Linked DNA regions of Zea mays: region 1 is linked to region 2. A link is a contact called in public Hi-C data. All regions are on one chromosome and are shown on one strand. The core of a region is the stretch at or near the end of the contact, and the rest is flanking DNA. Distances in the headings are between cores, read along the strand shown.

Region 1 (3,271 bases), core at 561-3,060, 160 kb after region 2:
GACAGCTTGACCCAGAGCGGGCACCAAAGCTATAACAACCAAAATTGTTATGATACTGCTCTTTACCCCAAGGCTTTGTCTCATAAACCAGCTCGTGTATACTGCAGAAACTTTTTGCATTTGGCTCCAAGCCTTGGCTCCTTGCGGCCCATACAAAGATTCCCATCCTTTTGATTGCTTCGGGAGTAATTTGATGTAGGCAGATTTCAAATATCTTCAAAACTTCAACCACGAAACTGCTTAGAGGAAACCGAAGCCCAACCTTGAAGAAGCTTTGGAAGATCACGACTTCATTTTCCTCGGGAGTAGGACAAGTCTTCTCTCCTTCGTCAGCCCTCACAATAGACAAATCCCGAAAATATCTACCCCTCATATTGACAAGATGGCTTTGTTTAATGGTTGATTTTCCAAAAACTGCAAGGCTTGGCCGCTAGGGTCGATCTTCTAAGTCTTCCCCCCCACTTTCCGCATCATAACTGTCACTATCACCAGTATCTTCAGATAAACCTTCCAAGATTTCCCTTGTAATCTTTTCTGTATTTGTCTTTGATATTGATTCAAGAAAGCCAAGATTCTTCTCCTCAAGAAGGCTCAGCTTTGTTTCAGCAACAACTTCGGACATCTTCAGAAATGCTAAAAACCGCTTTTAAAGTCGAAGCTTAAAAAACTTACAAATTAAGCAAGTCTTGTTGCGCAAGAGCTAAAAACTGAGTAAGCAAGAGCAGATGGCAAAGAAAGCGTACCAAATGACATCGCGGTGTGCTCTTATTTATACGTCTAGTGCATTGAGAACAGGAGGGTCTCGCTTGTCATTGACTGTTGCTATTCTAGCAAGAGAAAGGTGTTTTTTCGGACCTTCAGCTTAGGGCCTTCGTCCATATCGCAATCTGAATTTATTATCCTAACAAATTAATATTGCGAGGGGCTACTGTTGGGGGCCTTCGGCTTCCGAAGGTCCTCAAAAACATGATTTAACAATGTTTCTGAAGTATAATGTGTGAACAGGTATCTTCGGACATGAGTTAAAACCACAACGTGAAGAAGCACAGAAGGGGTACGAAGGATGGCGCGGAGCCGAAGCTGTGTGTAGAAGAGCTTCGGCATGATAATGGAAAGGGAAACCGACTTAAAGATGAAAAGGCTATTTAGACCTTGATGAATTATTATAGAGTTATTAGCAGATGTAAAGGGCATAGGTGTAATTTTACATGGATTACGTCCCGTACCTATAAATAGATGAACAGTAACCCTGTACTGTTCACGCTGACTTGGCATTTGCTTTTGCGTCACGCTTGTACTTTTACCTTCTCTCAAGTCAGAGGTACATTTGTAACCCGATGTCATTCCTATTTTTCTATAGCAATAAAATAGAAATGAGTTGATAATAACACATAACTGTTTATGTTATCTTTTATATTCCATGTAATTCCTTCTTCATTATGATATGTAATGTTTATGAAGGTATGTCCTTCATAACCTTCGTCCGAAAATCATTATATCTCAAGTGAAATAATGCTTCGAAGGACGAAGGACTTTAACGTTTAACATTTTCTGTGTTGCCTTGTTCTTAACTCTTAGCATTTGAGAATAAGTTCCCAACACCCTCGAAGTTGCGTTATATAGGGACAATGGGGGACATGATCTTGGCATAGGGAGCGCGAACACGACATTATTTTGTTGGAGCTCCCGGCGGACTCGGCGGGGAAGACAATTATCCTGACACACGAGACCCACACACCAGTGGCCACGGACGAACGTGTATATGGCATGCGTCAGCACCTCAGCCGACACCGGGAAGCAGGTCTCACACTTCAGCATTGAAGTCTGGCTTTGGCTGGCGGCGAGGGAGGGAAAAGGGGAAGAGTTGGGCTGGCTAGGGGTGGTTTTGGCCCAATGAGGTAAGTTCTCTTTCCTTTTTATTTTATTTTCTATTTCTATTCATTCAAATTCAATTCTATCTTGGACTCTTTAATTAAAGCACAAATGCAACACACAAAATCCGGCATGAATGCAAGGTATATAATTTTATCAATTTATTTGTTAACTTATTTGAACAAAAGATTTTAAATATGCAACTCATACTCAGAGAAATAGTTATTTTAAGAATTAATTTCTTAGTGTATAAAAAATACTTTAGAGAATACCTTTTATTACTTTAGACAACACCTATAAAGATATTTCAATAAGGGATAACTAAATTCTTATATAAAAATAATCCTTTTATTTAATCCTTATTAGAAAACATATTTTTTGGGAGAAGTATCTTTAAAAGTAAGAAAATTCTGATTAAAATATATTTTGGTTCAGCTCTTTTGGAAAAACTTTTTAAATTATAAAATAGGATTTTTGGTGTTACATCGACTTAAAGCAACGCACGCGCCTTAGGCCACACAGCCACCGCCCTCCTCTCCCCCGTCGTCACCTTTCCTCGCTCGCTCTTAGCGTCCTAGCCGCTAGGGCTGGGCTAAAAAATCCGTAACCCGAAACTCAAACCCGGAATACCCGAACCCGAACCCGAACCCGAAACCCGAATTTTGTTCGGGAATTTCGGGTAGCAACTTGTAAAACCCGAATTTATTTCGGGTAATTCAGGTATCACAATCGGGTACTCGAATTACCCGAACTTTCATGTGTCATGTACTTATGTCATGCTTAATTATTAATTTGTACATTTATAATTATGTGTAAGTGTGCATAATTTGTGATTGTAGATTGCTTGTGTTTTATATGTACATGTATATCATTATTCAAACTATATTTTTATACTAATTTAATAGAATGTATGTGTTGTTATGAAGCCGACACAATAGTTCGGGTAGTTCAGGAATATCCGAACCCGAAATTTTGGGTACCCGAATTTTAGGGTATTGCAAAACCCGTTGTAATTTCGGGTATCGATTCTCAAAACCCGAAATTTTAAAAACCCGAATTAACCGACCCAAAATTTTCGGATGACCCGAACGCCCATCCTAGTAGCCGCCGCTAGCCTCTCTACCTCCTCGCGCGCCATGGCCCCACTCAATCTCTAGTCGCCCCTCTGCCTAATATAAAAAAATATGAATTATAGCAGCACTTATGATAAAAATAGATAAAAAATAGCACTTGGTCATATATCCTATATGAATATAATTTATATGTAATAATTATGCTCCAACATTTTATTAAATAATATTTATGTCGTTATAACCCACTGTCACTATACTAGTACATATTTTAAATCTGTGTCATCTATCGTCCGTCCAATGACATCCGTCAATTTATTTAAAAAACA
Region 2 (3,410 bases), core at 828-3,327:
ATGCCTGGAGGAGCGAGAGGATGGAGGTCCGGAATCTTTGGACAAATTTTACACCCTGCTCTGCTCTGGTCTACTCATGCAACAACCATGGGCATCCCACCGTGTCCATCCAATTTTTACCCTGCTTATTACTATACCTGTCGTGTCGTAAGTAGCGGTAGCTAGATCTCAAGGGACCATCCCATTCCATGGTTTTTTAGCTGCAACGACTTGCTACACTAGCCATTTAGCCGCATGCAATGAAGTGCAGCTGGCTGACCTGATCATGACCTGAACCTGACGAGGCATCACCTGGCTGGCATGCATGGGGTCACCACCGGTCACTGCACTGATCAGGATGCAGGAGACGGCATGATGCATATGCATGATTTCAGACGTACGCACATGCATTGCAGGCACGATCACACACTCGATCGCAGACGTTGCAACCCTTGTTACTGTGTTACCGCGCGCGCGCGAGGAGTGAGCGGCACGAACGCAGGCTACAAGTGGTAGATCTGCTGGTAGATGCCGTCCTTGTTAGTTTTTACATGGAATGCAAGCAACGTTAGGATGCAGTGCATGCATGGGCCGGTTTTCTGATCAGCAGGAGACCTCATGTGGTTTCAGGCTCCTCAGATGCACGTATACGGTCTCGCGGGCAGAACATGCAACGGTCCTAATCACGGCCGAGAATATCAATCAAACACAGGCTATTCAATTTCTCTCTCTCTCTCTCTCTCTCTCTCACACACACACTGTGTCTGTGCGTCTCGATCTCCAGCAGCAAAACACATTCACGGGCCGCATATATATGTAGAGAGTACGTTGGGAAAGGCTGATGATGATGTCGGCTTGAGTGCCAGGCTGCCAGCCCTGCCCAGCGCATGGGAGCCCTGTGCAATGCCGCCTGGACCGGAGAATGGAGATCTCGGCGGGGTTCATTTGGACACATCCAACTCTCGCGGAGAATGTTCGCCGGTTTCCGCGCTGCGGTGCGTACGTGCAAGAATCGCCCGCGGCAAGGCAGATACAGAACTGTGTTTTCGAGTGTGTAAAAAAACTCAAGTATCTTAACGAAGACATAGTATCTTAGCTCTATATTTGAGATAGAAGACTATAGCTGATTGGTTACTGCTCTGATTGGTACAATGAATATGGTAAGACACATGTTAAGTCCTAAATTTGTGTTGTATTGACATTGTGGCTTCTCCTCACCCATCACTGTTCTAGAGTAGTAGCGCACAATATCGCTCCGTCAGTACCTACCACACAGCTAGAGTTAAGAGTAGTAAGTTGATCTCATGCCCTAAGTTTTTTTTTTTTTTTTTTTTTTTTTGCAGGTAGCTAGAGAACACTATGCCCTTGTTTGTTTTAATTAGGTGTGCAACGCTCGCATGCTGGCTCACTGCACCTGATAAGTGATAAGTCGATCATGTTGGTTGGTCGATGCATGCATGCATGGGCTTCTGATTAGGAGACCCTCATGATTTCAAGCTGAGACCAGATCTCGCGCGCCATGCTTATCATTGCCCGCGGCCAAGCTTTTGTCTGGCTCTGGACACACAGCAGGGGTGCCGTCCTAGTTGATTCTAACCTCACCACGTGCGGGAGCCAGGATCCGCGGATGGGCCTGGGCCGGAGCCAACGTGGCCCAGTTGGTGGCAGCGATGGAGTGGGCCTGCTGCTGTGCCTGTGCCTGTGCCTGTGCTGTTGCCGGCGTCCTCCCGCTGCCTGTGCTTGCAAGTGGCGACTGCCGCCGACGATGAATGGAGCCGCTGCCAGAGCTCTGAATCCTGAATCCGATGATGAATGACAGCAGCAGCCAGGAGAGGGCCCACGACCTGACACCCTACGACGACGACTGGTCAATACAAGAAAAGTGATATATATATATATATATATATATATATATATATATATATATATATATATATATATATATATATATATATATATATATATATGGTATACCAATGACTTTCACCTGAGTAGACTGGTCAATATAAACAAGAAGGATACCGTATGAATACTCAACAGTGGATACTCTGGCGCCGCCGTGCACGTACGCGGTACGCCCCCGGCCCCCTGCGCGCGCAGCGTACTCATTCGCTGCCTGCCGTGACGCAACATCCAACATGCATGTACAGTTTGCCGATTGAGCTACTGTGTTCAGTAGGGTCTTACCTTGTAGTTACTACGAACTTACTAGTGCTACTCGTGCTCTACCCACGGTTAGTAGTTGTTGAGTAATAACAAAAAAAAAGACCGTGCAGACTATACGCGCATGCACAAAATCAGTTATGGTTTCGGATTTCTTGCGGGATTAACTCGATAACCGACTAATAACGGGAACAGACCTCAATGTCTGTTTGCAACTCTTCCAAGAAATAGCTCCCCCAAAGAGTAAATATATACCCTAAAGTGGACTTTATTGTATCTATACAACCTTCCGAGTCAGTACCTGCATAGCCAACTATTTGCAAGTAACTAGATTTTATGTACGTAAGCATGAGGCCTTTAGTACCTTGCAGGTACCTTAGAGCCTTCTTGACTACTTTCTAGTGATCTATGCTTGGATTTTTCTGATATCTTACAAGCATCCCGGTGATAAATTCTAAGTCAGGGCGAGTACATACTTGAGCATACATAATGCTTCTGATAGCTGAAGCATGTGGTACTAATTTCATATTGTTTTTTCTTATACTGATTCTTGGGGGCACTGATAATAATCCCTGAACTTATCACCCTTTGACTATTGGAGCAGGCGAGGCCTTACACTGATGCATATTGTACATTTTCAATATATTTTCTATGTATGACTTTTGTGAGAGTTCTAATACTCCCTTATGTTTATCTCTGTGAATTTCTATTCCTAGAACATAAGAGGCTTCTCCCATGTATTTCATATCAAATTTCGAGAAAAGAAACCTTTTTTGTTTTCGCCAGTAGATCCTTATCACTACTAGCTAAGAGTATATCATCGACATATATAGCAAGGAAGATATACTTTCCTTTCTTAAACTTTGCATAAATGCAATTGTCTTCCTTGTTTTCCCTCTAAACCAAACTTTCTGATGGTCTGATCAAACTTGTTATACCACTGTCCAGAGGCTTGTTTTAATCCATAAATGGACCTCCTTAAGTGGCATCCCATAGGTTCAGTGGACATCAACTAGTTCCTAGAGACAAAAAAATTTATCATTGGTTTTGGAGCCAGTTTACCGATTCTCCAAACCTAAGTTCTATCAATGGTAATGCCAACCCTAAGCCAAAAAGATAATCTAAACTAAGGATTAACAGTAAAATAGGAACTCAGAAAAGGTCGATGTGGTTAGTGTGGGGGATAGATATCCCCCGGGTCCACTAAAGGAGTAAAAGACCTCACGAAAGGCCCAAGGGCCCAATAAATCGTAAGGTCATTCTTTCGT

The links. Hi-C and Micro-C count contacts between places; a contact is called where the count stands out from the background.
Region 1: a contact with region 2 is called in a Hi-C map of leaf, with 6 times the contacts expected there. The contact joins two enhancer-like sites. A contact is called at or near these places in 2 of 25 Hi-C or Micro-C datasets (ear and leaf).

Annotation. Positions count from the first base shown.
Region 1 is chr2:145,646,206-145,649,476 of Zm-B73-REFERENCE-NAM-5.0, forward strand. No RefSeq gene overlaps it. Among protein-coding and RNA genes, the nearest start is that of LOC103647058, 64 kb to the right of the region's middle. Within about 2 kb of position 1,811, at least 9 of the 20 cell types and tissues checked have an H3K27ac peak or open chromatin away from gene starts, as enhancers often do. A contact at or near this core is called in ear and leaf, where this site is marked.
Region 2 is chr2:145,482,689-145,486,098 of Zm-B73-REFERENCE-NAM-5.0, forward strand. No RefSeq gene overlaps it. Among protein-coding and RNA genes, the nearest start is that of LOC103647057, 52 kb to the right of the region's middle. Within about 2 kb of position 2,078, at least 15 of the 20 cell types and tissues checked have an H3K27ac peak or open chromatin away from gene starts, as enhancers often do. A contact at or near this core is called in ear and leaf, where this site is marked.